Regions from separate parts of the Sus scrofa genome. Here all the other regions are linked to region 4. A link is a contact called in public Hi-C and HiChIP or PLAC-seq data. All regions are on one chromosome and are shown on one strand. The core of a region is the stretch at or near the end of the contact, and the rest is flanking DNA. Distances in the headings are between cores, read along the strand shown.

Region 1 (2,700 bases), core at 8-2,507, 330 kb before region 4:
GGAACCTCCATGTGCCGCGGGAGCGGCCCAAATAAATAGCAAAAAGACCCCCCCAAAAAAAAAGTTTTGACCTTTTAGCTTGACATTAGTGAGGAATAAAAATACAAGTACACTCTGCTTTCAGCACATTTACACCTTTCACTAGTGTTAACACATTGCAAAAGTGTGTTTGTGGAAAGCTGACTTAAGGTTCATGTAATGATTACTCTTGCGTTCTGAGGAAAAAGCAAACAAAGCCAATGCTAACAAGTTCAGAGCTTGACTACAAAGTTTGTTATTTCAGAAAATATTAATCGCTGAGCAAACAGTGAACATAGTGACTCCAATAGTAAGACCAGGCTTAGTTGGGTGGTTTCCTTTTTCAGAACTCCTCAGTGCTGGCGGGTCCATGCTGGAAGTGTAGCTTCTGTTTCTTCACCAGTTCATGCCTTTTGCACTGACAGACGGATATGCCCAAGGACACAGCACTTGTCATGGTTTAAGGCATTTGTGACATGGGGGAACAGTCTCCAGTCCCAGCCAGGGGAGAAGGGTCACTGCATAGTGGCTGGCAGGGCCTGGGAGGGAGCCTGTAGCCAGCCCAGAGAGGTAAAGTAACTTGCTTAGGGACAGCACAGCTGGATAGTTCAGGTCTCCTTTTCTGGTCCTAAGCTATTTTCATCATGTCCCTGGCAAGTTCTTCATTTCTAACATCTGGAATTGAGTCATTTTGTTTGATTTGGGGAGGGGAGGGAATCGTTCTTTTGGGCTTTGAGTCCTATTAGACCTTCCCCTCTGAGGAAGCTCTTGGGAAGGAGGCATTTGCGGAGTGTCTTGTGTTTTTGCTGCCTACAGGCCAGGCATCCCAGTGGCGTTTGTGCATTTTATTGACCATCATTCAGAGATGACCAGAGGAAGCTAGTCCAAAAAGCTGGCGCCAGCACCGTGGGCCCCATTGATGAGCCCCATGACCCTGCAGCCTCAGGTCAGCCCCTGGAGCCTCTGCAGGGAGGGGTTTACACTAGATGTTTTCAGAAGACTCCCAGCGCTGCCCTGGGTCTGGTTGCAGTCCGGCCTGGGCGGTTGGTCCCCAGGGACTGCAGAGGGAGTTCTGTGCCATATGCAGGACTAGGACCTGTGAATGGCCAGACTGGCAGGCCAGGCTCCTGGGGAACACCAGGGGGCCCCCTCAGCCTCTTGCGCAGGGTCTGTTAAGGGTGACTCCCTCCCCTCCTTGATCTCTCCCCCTCCCCCAGTCTGAGGCTGGAACTCAGCCAGCAGGCTCCTGGCATGCTCACGCTCCCCCTGCTGGCACGGAGCGGCCACTGCTGGGTCTCAGGACAGCTGAGGCGGTGCTGGTGGGGAATGGATGGAGGAAGGGCTTCACCTGGAGCTGCAGGAGCCCCAGGTTCACCCTGCCCAGTGGCCTCCTGTCTTCCTTCCTGTGCTTTTTTCTCCCCAGGTGTCCCCCTTTCCTGTGCCTTCAGGGGGGGCATCTGCCCAGCATAAGGGTTCTCTGTCCTGCAGCCACTGGGGCAGGGGAGCTTCCTGGAAATGCTGGTGCCACTGATGGCGGTCCTGGCTCAGGAACAAGGCTAGCCTGTTTCCCACCAGGGATGACTCCAAGCCCCTGACCTTACGTGAAGCTCCCCGTGAGCGGGAGGATGAGCTGTGTGTCCCTACCCGACACACAGGGCACACGGGAGTGTGGTGTGAGGGGCCATGGTGCATGGCTGCCACACACTTGAAACCCCTTTCCCTCCAGCGGACGCCCAGGCCTCCCGATGCTGGGTCAGCATTAAAGGCAGGCTTGAAGCCTGCTGTGCCTTTTGCCAGGTGAGCTCTCCCTTCTGTGGGGATTCCTTTGCAGGATGAGGAGAAACTCCCCTCCCATGGGGACTGGAAGATGTCACATGAGAACCAAGCATGGGGCTGGGCATGTGGTGGGTGTCAGCAGTTATGGGTCATTTCCATAACTTCTGACACCATAACTTATATAACTTCTGACACTTTACTTTCCATCTGTCAGAAACCGTGGCCTAGAGCCCACGTCCTGCAGGCTCCTTGACCAGAGAATCTAGAACAGTTACAAGTTTCTCCCCTTGCTTAAAAACCTCAGTGGCCCCTGCAGCTTGCCCCCTTTGCCTTCATAACCTGGCTCCACGAAGTCTTCCTGCCTTACCCCCCGAGCCCCTGGCAGCTCTTTACCTCTGCACCTCTGTTCCCTGGGCCTGGATCCCTTCTCCCCGCCTGACAAACATCTGCTTAGCTCCAGCTTATGCTCATATCTCTGAGGAGACTTCCCAGAATTTCCAGCGCCCTGATCCCAACAGTCACAACACACAAGAGTCACAACGGCAGACAGGTGGTCCCTGAAAGCCAGGACCAGGTCTTGGTCATGCAGACTGAGGTCAGCACTGCCCGGCCCCAGGCAGCGGCTGGCATGTGGAGCCGCTGGTGGCTACAGGACACACTGCACCATGATGCTTCACTTTTGCGACAACCACCCCAGAGAGGCGTCAAACCCACATTCGACAGCCCCAGGCAGGTGGTGAGACCTCAGTTCTCAGGCACCCTCCCGTGGGCACCCCCACCCTTGTATCTGGCTACACTTGCTGTCAGGGCCTTGGTCCCCCCAGCCAAAGTTCAGCCCCTTCAGCGCCTGTCTCCCAAGATTCTGAGTCTTGGGACTGAGCTGAAAGTAGGATTGGCTGTGCCGCC
Region 2 (2,700 bases), core at 31-2,530, 340 kb after region 4:
GGCAAGTCAGCACATAAGAAGCACAGAAATAGCTGTGTACGTGGCATGAAATGCTAATTTAGAGCCAGCTCTCTGGGGACAGCTCCAGGTTCAAACCCCTATGGTTGTCACCAATTCGATCTTGCATATGAAATTTGCCAAGACATTTCAGAAGAACAACAGCCGGAAGAAAATGGGCATGGATATAAAAAGTGAGCAAGAAACACAAAAGGCTCCTGCTCCATCTACTGTATTTATAAATAATTAAGTATGAGAATGGAAGCCTTAGTGATCTTTTCCCTGGGAGTCAGGGAGGTTCATAATTTTTAATGCCTAAAGGATTCATGAAAAAAAAAAAAAACACCACACCTTAATGCAGCAACCATTTACATCTCAGAAGGTCTGTTCAAATTTCAATGATAATAGATGCACAGGTTTACTTAATAAAAACCTATATAAAAACTAAATTTTTATAGTGTATTTCTTGCAACCCCTGCTATTATTTACAATTTGTCAAGTACTTACATAATCTTATCAATTTGTGATTAGGCATTTAAGCTATTGCTAGTTTCTCTTTAGTTTTGGTTTTTGCTATTCTAAATAATGTTGCTCTGAAAATCTCTGTGCTTTGAGGATTGTCAGAGACTGTAACCCAAAGGTGAGATAATTAAATTCAAGCAGGGAATTTAACGCCTGGTTGGATAATTCCAGGTCGGAGGCTAGGAACGTAAATTGCAGATTCAGATAGTAGAGCAAAAATACCCTTCCAGAAAGGTGGCTGGGCTCTGGAGATTACCCATCCTCACATTTTCATCTAAGTGAGAGGCAATTGAAATTAAAATTGTTTACAATTAGCTCAAAATAAAAGCAGCTACGGAGGGAATAATTCGCGCGGCGACTAGGAGCTGCCCTTGGAAGGCCGACAGTGGGCAGGCCAGTGGGCCCCGAGCGTAGGGGATCAAGAAATAAACCGATCCGTTAGGCCCAAATGGCAGTGTGGCGTCAACAACATTCCCCACCCCCATCCCTGCATCCAGACTGCCCCTCACCGCCGGGATCTGGAACCCCGTCTGATCCCCATCCCCGCCCTTCAGATGCAGTCAAGGACACTCGCTACCTCTCAGCTGGAGTGAGGGATGCAATCCTCCTCCTCCTCCTCTGACCACCGGGAACCGATTGGGACCCCCCGAGGTACCTCCGCCGCCCCCAGGCAGACAGCCCACAGCTCAACGCCCTTCGCCCTCTCCTTCACTGCAGTCCGGGTTACCACAGACGCTGCGAGTCGCGCCCCGCCCACTGACAGCTGGGCCGGTGATTGGCGGGAACTCGGCTTCCTAGCAACTAGCTCCGCCCCTGCGCTTGGTCCGGCGAATGGTACTGGCCTGGAGCTCCTGTCGTCAGACTGCATGATAGGCATCCGAGGACGTGCCTTGACAGAGGTTGGTGACTGCTACAAGGTGGCGTTCCAACCTAGAATGGGGGAACCAGGCTCGTTGGTCCGACAGATAACTATCATTCTGGAAAAAAAACAGCTGGAATAAGAAGCTGTACGGGAGCGCGCGAGTGAGGCGGCGCAGGCACGGCTTGGCCACCTCAAGGCGTCAATCAAGGAAGGGCCGGCTGCGACAGGAGGAGGGAGGCCCCTTGCGCCGGCCGGGCGCTATATTCGCCGTTCCCTGGTTCCCCGGTTCCCTTTCCCTCGGTTCTAGAATCTCTTTCCCCCAAGGGGTGGGAACTGCACCCTCATGGCCGAGGTAAAGGTGAAGGTGCAGCCGCCTGATGCAGATCCGGTCGAAATCGAAAACAGGTAAATCGGTGCGAAAGGCCCGGTTTCCGGCTGGGGAGCCCCCGCAAGGCCCTGGACCCGTTTTTCGGGACCCTTAGTAGACGCGGGCTCAGGTTGAGTGAATGTACGGAGCGGGGGCTGGGCGGGGATCGCGGGGCCTGGAACCCTCCTTCCTATCCTAGAATTCAGAACTCTTAAGAAGTTCAAAAAGAGTTTGACATTTTGCAATTTTGTGTAGCCGAATTGCCCTTGGTGCTGTTCGGGAAGCTGTACTCAACGCGCTTCCTGCTCACTTTAAGGTGATCCACGCTGCGAGTGAAGACTCGGCATTTTCCCAGTAGTACTTGTGGGTACACCTTCTGATCCAGGATTGCCCTTGTCATTAAGGGACCTGCCATGAAAGAACGTTTGTGAGTCCCCGTCGTGGCGCAGCGGAAATGAATCCCCGTGGGAACCATGAGGTTGCGGGTTCCATCCCCGGCCTCGCTCAGTGGGTTAAGGATCCGGCATTGCCGTGAGCTGTGGTGTAGTTCTCAGATGAGGCTCGGATCCTGTGTTGCTGTGGCTCTGGTATAGGCCGGCAGCTGTAGCTCCTATTCAACCCTTAGCCTGGGAACCTCCACATGCCGCAGGTGCGGCCCTAAAAACCATTTAAAAAACAAAACAAACAAACAAACGAAAAAAACGTTTGGCTAAAGTTAGGCCGCAGTTTTTGACTACGAAGCGACTTAAGCCAAAAGGTTTTAGGGCAGTATTTAAGTGAAGGCTTTAGGGTGCCCACAGTCTCACACAAGATTTATGGTCTCTACCCGTGCATTGCAGTTTTTAGGTAACCACATAGTTTTTAAAGACTCCAACGTTCTCAAACTATTATGAATAACACATATGATGATCCTATGACAAAGTGAAGTTTGGGGTTTATTTTTGTTAGGGAT
Region 3 (2,700 bases), core at 197-2,696, 260 kb before region 4:
AGTGGACACTGTAGTGAAAGAGCTTGGCCGAGGTCACTCTCAAAGGTGCTAGGCTTTCAGAGGCGCATTCCCTTTAACCCTGACACCACAGCGAGCTACCATTTGCGACCTATAATCTGGGGAGAGGTCCCCAAGGCTTCCCAGATGCTTCACTGGAAGCGCAGACCCCATCCCGCCTTCCCCTGCCCAGGGCGCGGCCAGGGAGCCTGGCGGCCCTGGGCGGGCGCCAGGCCGGGTGCCAGCGTGCTTGGCCGGCCGGGCCGGAGATGCCGCTTCCGCCTGGGCCTGGCACCGCAAGTCCATTCATCGTGGCGCGAAGGGGCGGGCCAGGAATGGCTCGGGGTGCCCCAGTCCCCGCGCCGGGAGCCCTCGCGCCTGGGTTCGCGCAGCCCGGCCGGGGAAAAGGCGCCCCCGGCCCCACCGCCAGGGGGAGCAGGGAGACGCCTCCAGCACTTCGGGAAGTTGCCACCGCGGCCGCCGGGCGTCCGGACCTGGACCGTCCCGGTCCCCGCACGGCGTCCCCCGCAGCCCTAAGTCCCCTGCCCGCCCCGTCGGGGCCGCCCGGACCCCGCCGCGCCCCCGGGTCGCAGCCTGCAGCCAAGCGCTCTCACCCGGCGGGGGCCCCCATTCAATCCCGCCCCCTCCCCCCGGCCGGCCTCCGCCGCCTTCCGCCCGCCCCCCCACCCCCTCCAGCCCGGACTCCAGCCCGGCAACGTCATCCGGCCGCTTCCCGAAACTTAACCCCTTCCTTCGCCAGCTGTGGGCCGCCCCGCCCCGCCGCCAACTTTCTTCACCCAACTTCGGTGCGCGCCAGCCGGCCCGACGGCCCGGCGGGGAAGGAGGGGTGGCCACGTCGCGCAGCGGGGCCGCCGCAGGTCCAGCCGACGGCGAGGGGCGTGGGGTCCACACTGCGGACGCGTTCGGCCGACGCCCCTGCACGGGGTTCGGTTCAGCACACGCCCCCCCCCCCAGGCCTGTCCCAACCCCGAGGGTCCACGGCCATAGCGACGGCGGGCGGCGCCGCCGGGGGAGGGGCCGCCAAGGAGACGTGTCACTCGCGGCGCGGCCGGCCCCGGCCCCAGCCTCGGCGCCCCGACGGCCCAGCCCGCGAGCCGCAGCTACTGCTGCAGGGCCGGGCCAAGTTTCTTACCTGCAGCGGGAGACGCGGGAGGGAGAGCGAGAGGGCAGGAGCCGCCGCCGCCGCCGCCGCCGCCGCGAAACCGGGAAAGAGGAGACGGCTGAGCCTCCGCCGAAAAGCCGCTTCCGAGCAGCTGCAGGCGCCGCGACCTCGACGCCGCCCGCCCCGTCTGCCGTCCGCTCCGGCCGCTCGCTGGCTGCGTGCGCGCGTGTGGAGTCGTGGCACTTTCTGCCTCGGAGCTGGCGAACGGCCCCCTCCGCCAGGATCGCCGCCTCCTGCCTTCCCCACCCGGGCCAGCCATTCATCGAGTCGCCTCTCCCCATTGGTCCGCGCCCCGCCACTCTGCCTGTCGCTGGCCAGTCAGAACGCGGGAAGCCGAGACGCTGCGGCGGCCATTGGGCGGAGAGGAGGGTCTCCGCCTCGGCCAATGGGAGAGGGGAGGAGCTGCGGGGAGTCGCGGGGGCGGGGCCATGGAGGGGCGGAGCCGAGCGGCGCGACGCTCGGGCCGGCGCGGGGGCGGGGCGGGGCCGGAACGCCCAGCCAAAAGGGGGAGGGGGCGCCGGCCGGCCCCGCCCACTCCGGGCCCTCGGCCCTGCTTGCAGTCACTGTCAGGGGGCCGGCTCTGACCCAGCTGGACCCGGAAGGTTCGAATCCCGGCGGCGCTGCGCCTGCGCCCCTGAACCCCTCCAGGCTGAGGTGGCGGTGGGTGTCACCCTGAGCAGGGTTGCGCAACACAGGAACAGCCGCGAGAAATGCTTTATTTAAAACCAGCTAACTGCCCCCGCAGCAGCGCCCCCTCCGGGCCCTGGATGTGAGGACAAGTTCTGCTGGCGGTCAGTCCCGAGAGGGCACGTCGCTATCTTCAAAGATATTTCAGTCAGCACCAGAAGGAATTTTCCTGAGTAAATGGAGGAATCGGGGGCGGAAAGGCCAGATGGTGCACAAAGAATGGAGGTGAACGTCAGTGCACCCATTTTTAGGGAGGGTACAACTGAGGCACAGTCTGAGTTACTCGTCCAAACCACAGCTGGCAGAACAATAATTGCAATTCTATTTAGGGCGTTTTACTCTTTGCAATGGAGAGGGTGAAAGGGCCTGACCCAGATAAACTCACCCACTTCCCAGAAAACTGAGCAAATGGTACTTCGTTACAAGACTTCCTCCCCCCCTTCCACCCAAGTAAGCCAACACTCTTCATAACCAAATAAGACTTTCAATTAAGATAATTTTAGGCCTGCTTTTTAACCATTCTCTCAGTGTCTCTTAAAGCTAACTCTGAACATTGAGCCAAAACCAGTTTCTTTGAAATTAAGGTTTTCTGAGAGGCCAAAGGGCGGCTGCCAGCTAATCTGCTCCATACCACTTCTCCCCAACCCCCTGGCTGCAGAACCTCTTCCTAATATCTGTTTCTTAGACAATTTCCCGTACCCCCTTCCCCTTTGAACAAGTTGTTGGAAAGATGTGGAAATAAGTCATCATGAGGAAATAAAGAGCAGCTGAGTTGAAATTAACCATTCATTCCTATTTTTAATCTCAGCAGTTCCCTAGCACATTAATGATTA
Region 4 (2,700 bases), core at 22-2,521:
AAGAGATCCTTCCAGGTTTCTTAAATTCGAGAGTGCCTCCAATTTTTAGAATAAATTTCATTTTCTGTCAGATTAACTTCTGTTGACGATTTTGCACAAAACGTTGCTGCTCATACCAATCTCTATAAATTTCAAAACGGGTAAAGGACCAATAAAGGCGGAAGCTTGCCCGTAAACCTTTTACTAGCTAAAGTAACATGAATTTATTGCATCAGTTACCTTTCAGACCTAAAGATCTAAGAGCCTGGGGGTAATTTACATAATAAGTCTTCAACTATTCGAGCACCTACTAAAAATGACAGAACCTCCACAGTGACGCATTTAGCGGTTAATTGTAACGAATACGCTGCATATTTGACTCGATAAAATTTCCCCAGTATCTGAGCCAAAAAGTTTTCTCGAGGGAATGGGACGCGGATCGGAGGCAACAACAACAAAAAAAATCAAGCTGTCATTTGTCGCAACAGCGGATTTCACGTTCACAAGCCGGTCTCCACCGAGCCAAGGGAAGTTCCAGGAACTTTTCCACGTCAAGCACGCGCTCCCGGGTCTCCAAGGAGCGCCCCAGGGAGCCCAGAGGGAGGACAGCCCTGGGGCCCCAAGGAGTAATCCGCGGCCGGGGGAAGGAGTGTGGGGTCCGGGAGATCACCGGGGCCTCCCAAGCTGGAGCCTGAGGGTGGGCAGGGCCTCACCTTGCTGCGATCCTCCTCCTGCTGCTGCAGCAACTCGGGAACCGCGGCCATGGCGACGCGGGCCTCGAGCGGGGCCGCCTGGCTGTGCGAGGAAAGAAGAGGCTGGGCCGCCGCCGCCGCCGGGGAGCCTCTCAGGGGCGGCCGCGGCCCCGCCTCCGCCAGCCTCCCTGCCCGACGGCGGCGGGAGGCCTCGGGACTCCGCCACCATCCCAGCAGCCCCAGGAAAGGCGAGCGGCGCCCCACGTGCTCCCCCTGAGAGGCCTCCCCCGTCCCCTCTGCCGTCCATCTTGGAGCCGGGCAAAGAAGTTACTCGGGGCCTACCCTCGCTCCGGGCCACGCGGAAACCGCCGACCGTAGGGCCGCGACGGAAACGCGGAGCCCTTAACACCTGCCAAGTGAGGCGCCTCTCGCGAAAGACCGTGCGCTCGTGCGGGGGAAATTTATTACTCAGCCAGAGTCCAAGATGGCGACGACCTCTGACGTAAGCAAAATCTCGTGAGAGAGAAAAGGCGCGATTCGGAGGCGCCCGCGCTTCGGCCAGCGGGGCGGTTCTCCCCATGGTTCCTTAATTGTCAATGGAGAAGAACGAGGGACTAGGGGCGGGACGTGAGCTCCGCACTGCATGCTGGGACTGCGGTTTGTGGGGCGGGGCCTAGTTGGGGACGGAGGCGCGGGACGGATGAAAAGTACGCGCCAGAGGGTTGTTCACACCCTGGGAGTTACCAAAGCGTGGTGGCCTTGAGGTACCTACCCCTGCCATGGGCTGGGCTTCTGTTTAAGCTGCCTCTTCCCTCATCCTGACTCCCATTCGAGGGGCCGCAGGCGACATCTCCCCCACTATGGTTCCGCCGCTATCAGAGCGGGAGGCCTCCTTGGGGGAGTATGGGTTAGTGGGCCCTGGGGACTGCCGCCCTCCAGCTCAGGAGCTCCTTAAGACTGATCTCAGTAGTGCCCACTGAGTGTTAGGGGCTGAATGAGAAATCACACAGAATTAATTAGCCAAGAATCTAACATTTGGGAATTAGTGGTAAACTTAACTATGACTGGCATGCCTCCTCTAGATCCTGGTATTTCTTTTTCTTTTTTTTTTTTTGTCCTTTCTAGGGCCGCACCCACGGCACATGAAGGTTCCCAGGCTAGGAGTCAGAGCTGTAGCCGCTGGCCTAAGCTGCAGCCACAGCAACGCAGGATCCGAGCCGTGTCTGCGACCACAGCTCACGACAACACCGGATCCTTAACACACTGAGCGAGGCCAGGGATCGAACCCACAACGTCATGGTTCTCTAGTCGGATTCATTAACCACCGCGCCACAACGGGAACTCCGGTCCTGGTTTTTCTTTACACACGCCTCCCTTCCTAGGCGTAGTACTTCTCCGTATTGAATATTGGAGACATCTTGCCCCAAACTGTCTTCTAGTTCTCAATAACTGCTGGTCCTTTAAAAGTAGTTTTGTCTGAATATTACCAACCTTGGCTGCAGCATAGGCTATAAATCGACAGAAGGGTTGTTGGGGCAAGGAATAGCGACTTTATTGGAGAGCAGGCACTCAGAGAAGATGGTGGAGGAGTGTCCCAAAGAACCATCTTATCAGTTAGTATTCAGGCTTCCTTTATACTAAAAGGAGGGGGGAATTCCCATCATGGCTCAGTGGTTAACGAATCCGACTAGGAACCATGAGGTTGCAGGTTCAATCCCTGGCCTTGCTCAGTGGGTTGAGGTTCCGGCGTTGGCGTGAGCTGTGGTGTAGGTCACAGACACAGCTCAGATCGTGTGTTGGTATGGCTCTGGCTAGGCTGGCAACTACAGCTCCAATTCGACCCCAAGCCTGGGAACCTCCATATGCCACAGGAGCTGCCCAAGAAATGGCAAAAAGACCAAAATAAATAAATAAATAAAAGGAGGGGAATGTGGCTGGTTGTTGCCAACTTCTTGGTGCAGGAATCCTTTGCTCTTGCTACTGTCCTTGTAGACCCAGTCAAAATGTTCCTGTAAACCTCAGTAAGATA
Region 5 (2,700 bases), core at 26-2,525, 380 kb after region 4:
TTACAGAAATTTCTAGTATAGAAGAAATCCATTTTCAAATAACTAAACCAGATCTTAGGCAAATGATATTCTTTTAATGTTTGGCTAAAAAACAAAACAAAAAACCTCAACTAAGTATTTTTTCACTGTAAAATATAATACAATTGTGTGTTTTAATCAAGTTCGTTTCCTTACTGAGAGAATAATTGATTTGAACTTCCTAAACTTCTACTAGTTTAATTATTTAAAAAACCCTAACATTACTCTAATGAAATGTTTTAGGAACATGAAAACTGCAAATTTATTCAGCAAAACTGAATCATTATTCAAGTTCTTATATTACCTGTAAGTTTCACAGCACATCGACTTAAAACCAATTTCCATGATGTTAGTCATTTTAAACTTTGTACTGGAGGTCCCCTGTGGCTCAGTGGGTTAAGGATTCAGAGTTCTGCTGTGGCTTGGGTCACTGCGGAGGCATGAGATCCATCTCTACCCTGGGAAGTTCCAGAACGAGAAAAAGAAAAAAAGGGGGGGGGTTAGTTCCTGTCATGGCTCTGTGGAAAATAATCTGACTGTCTATGAGAACATAGGTTTGATCACTGGCCTCACTCAGTGGGTTAAGGATCCGGTGCTGCCCTGAGCTGTAGTGCAGGTTGCAGAAAAGGCTCGGATACCTGGTTGCTGTGGCTATAGCTCCAATTCGACTCCTAGCCTGGGAACTTCCATATGTCGCAGTTGCAGCGCTAAAAAGCAGAAAAACAACAACAACGCTTCGTACTAAGGGTTGATCTAATTAATGGTAATTCTCGGACGCTTTGATATGTTCTAAGCATACTTTCAAGTTTATATAATTTTGCTTATTTTTACGTGACACAAAGTGGCTACATCTCTAGGTCAGATTAATAAATGCGCTTGGTTTTGCTACTTATAAGGTGTAAAACAGAAGTGGTAGATGTAGAAAGTTAAGCTCAATGTATTAGGAGTTTTGTTAGTCTCTTAAAATGCTCGAATAGGACCAGTTTCCAGTTACTGACCTTCACATGAAAGTATAACAGGGACTGAGAGGAACTGTGCACGAGTGTCGGGCTCCTCAGAGACGAAGTAACCGGACATTGGGAAGGAAGGAAACCCTGCAATTTGATGAAGCTCACTTTACCAGAGGAACTAACAGGAATCTCGTGCGCATGCGTTCCTAAACTCTCTCCGCCCTGCCCCTCCCGCGTGCTAACGTCTCTTTCCGGCCAGCTTCGGGCCCCTTCACGAGGAAACACGCCTTCTTCCGGGGCCATACGTCATTGTTCTCGCTTCTCGGTAACTAAGGCGATGAGAGGGACTTTCCGCTTAGGCGAGCGGCCGCCTTAATGGAGTAGGACGAACCCCTGAGGCGTGCTGACTTCACCTAGGAAACAGTCTGGCAGCACAGGTCTTTCCTGAAGTATAAACATTTGGCGGTGAGCTTGGAAAAACGTGTATTCCGAGGATCTGTTAATTTTTAAAGAGCGAAGGACCGCTGTCTTGCCCTGTTCCAAGATGGCGGCGCAGCCTCTCTGAGTGTCTTGCTTCCGCTCTCTCTCAGGGGTGGGCGCTCTTTAATTGGTTATCGGACGGCGCTGTGGCGTGACGCACAAAGGCGCTGACCAATCGGCTGAGAGCTGAGCTGGACTTGGCGGTGGGAGCCGGAGCCGGGCTCTTGTAGCAGTGGGTGCGCACAGCTGCAGCCGGTGAGCGTTTCCGGGCAGGTGAGTGGGCAGCCCAGGTGATGGGACGCCAAGGGCTTGGACAAGGGTCTCTACAGGGGGCAGTTGGGTTTCTCCCGAGGCGAGGCCTTTTCTCGGCGGGCAGAGGAATTGAGGGGATCATTGACCCTGGGATCTGCGGAGAGTGACGCGGTCCCCGCCAGGTGAGGTGGCCAGCCGGCTTCTGGCGCAGGATGAACCGAATCGCGCGTGGCGGAAGGATCCAACGTTTATTTTACAGTTGAGGAACTCGAGGTTTAGGTTAAATGATTTATGTTTCGTGACAGAGCTGAGACTAGAACCCAGGTCTTCGGACTCCTTTTAAGGATAAAACCTTGTTTAAACTTAGTTGTGTCCTGAAAAGTTCTGCCTTGATGACCTGAATGGCATAAATTGGGTGGGTGGGGAGGGGGGAGAGGGCAGATTCATCTACAAGAACTTAAGTTTCACTTATTCATTCATTAATTCATCCATTCTGCTATTAGCCTCTTCTGAAACCCTTCCTCTTTGAATATATGTTAGTGGTAGACCCATCTCTCTAGAAAAATGCATATTCACTCAGGCACTCGGTTTTGCTTACACCTTCAGAGAATTTATTGACCCTTTAAATCCCAAGAATCCATGATCTAGAAGGGGCAAGGGGAAGAGTCAGTGGGGAAGGAAGAGAGCAAGTTTTAGTATGTAGATACCTGGGGATATGGAGTGGAGATAGTACCTTTTAATTATGAACTGTTTTGAGAACGGAAACTCATTTAATGAAGTCTGCGGCAGTGCTTGCTGAAAATTGGGATGTTAGAACTTGTTTTCATTCCCACCTGAATTACCCTTTGCTACCCAGGAAGTTACCAAAGTGTTTCCTGTGTACATAGTGCTTCAGCTTCCCGCTTTTGCCAGAAGTAACAGGTAGGTGCCTTAAATTTTCAGTTAAAGCAAACATTTGGAATTTTTGTGGTCTCTGTTGTGTATAATAGGGTAATCAATT

The links. A called contact is a pair of places that touch in the nucleus more often than the background predicts. HiChIP or PLAC-seq counts read pairs in DNA pulled down with a chosen protein or histone mark.
Region 1: an H3K27ac HiChIP or PLAC-seq map of skeletal muscle shows a contact between it and region 4, with 4 times the contacts expected there. The contact joins the enhancer-like site here to the promoter of SNX5 in region 4. A contact is called at or near these places in 1 of 5 promoter capture datasets (liver), 4 of 47 Hi-C or Micro-C datasets (embryonic fibroblasts, epiblast stem cells, liver and 1 more) and 2 of 2 datasets of contacts at active chromatin or transcription factors (alveolar macrophages and skeletal muscle).
Region 2: a contact with region 4 is called in a Hi-C map of mesenteric adipose tissue, with 4 times the contacts expected there. The contact joins the promoter of DZANK1 here to the promoter of SNX5 in region 4. A contact is called at or near these places in 1 of 47 Hi-C or Micro-C datasets (mesenteric adipose tissue) and 1 of 2 datasets of contacts at active chromatin or transcription factors (alveolar macrophages).
Region 3: an H3K27ac HiChIP or PLAC-seq map of alveolar macrophages shows a contact between it and region 4. The contact joins the promoter of RRBP1 here to the promoter of SNX5 in region 4. A contact is called at or near these places in 4 of 5 promoter capture datasets (fetal liver, fetal skeletal muscle and liver), 8 of 47 Hi-C or Micro-C datasets (embryonic fibroblasts, epiblast stem cells, fetal heart ventricle and 3 more) and 2 of 2 datasets of contacts at active chromatin or transcription factors (alveolar macrophages and skeletal muscle).
Region 5: an H3K27ac HiChIP or PLAC-seq map of alveolar macrophages shows a contact between it and region 4. The contact joins the promoter of SEC23B here to the promoter of SNX5 in region 4. A contact is called at or near these places in 1 of 47 Hi-C or Micro-C datasets (heart right ventricle) and 1 of 2 datasets of contacts at active chromatin or transcription factors (alveolar macrophages).

What each region holds. Positions count from the first base shown.
Region 1 is chr17:26,051,609-26,054,308 of Sscrofa11.1, forward strand. No RefSeq gene overlaps it. Among named protein-coding and RNA genes, the nearest start is that of DSTN, 54 kb to the left of the region's middle. Within about 2 kb of position 1,258, at least 26 of the 83 cell types and tissues checked have an H3K27ac peak or open chromatin away from gene starts, as enhancers often do. A contact at or near this core is called in liver and skeletal muscle, where this site is marked.
Region 2 is chr17:26,717,928-26,720,627 of Sscrofa11.1, forward strand. DZANK1 (double zinc ribbon and ankyrin repeat-containing protein 1) reads right to left here and starts at 1,281. Exons shown (of 18, transcript XM_021078190.1): 1 at 1,097-1,281. It overlaps POLR3F (DNA-directed RNA polymerase III subunit RPC6), which reads left to right and starts at 1,412. Exons shown (of 10, transcript XR_002340113.1): 1 at 1,412-1,786.
Region 3 is chr17:26,118,808-26,121,507 of Sscrofa11.1, forward strand. It overlaps RRBP1 (ribosome-binding protein 1), which reads right to left and starts at 1,447. Exons shown (of 24, transcript XM_021078037.1): 1 at 1,151-1,447.
Region 4 is chr17:26,380,406-26,383,105 of Sscrofa11.1, forward strand. SNX5 (sorting nexin-5) reads right to left here and starts at 1,272. Exons shown (of 14, transcript XM_021078329.1): 1 at 1,014-1,272; 2 at 693-774. The coding sequence starts at 743. MGME1 (mitochondrial genome maintenance exonuclease 1) reads left to right here and starts at 1,156. Exons shown (of 5, transcript XM_021078251.1): 1 at 1,156-1,173. The coding sequence starts at 1,156.
Region 5 is chr17:26,758,773-26,761,472 of Sscrofa11.1, forward strand. It overlaps SEC23B (Sec23 homolog B, coat complex II component), which reads left to right and starts at 1,276. Exons shown (of 20, transcript NM_001267832.1): 1 at 1,276-1,721. It overlaps LOC102163552 (a long non-coding RNA gene), which reads right to left and starts at 1,172. Exons shown (of 3, transcript XR_308679.3): 1 at 1,017-1,172; 2 at 323-476.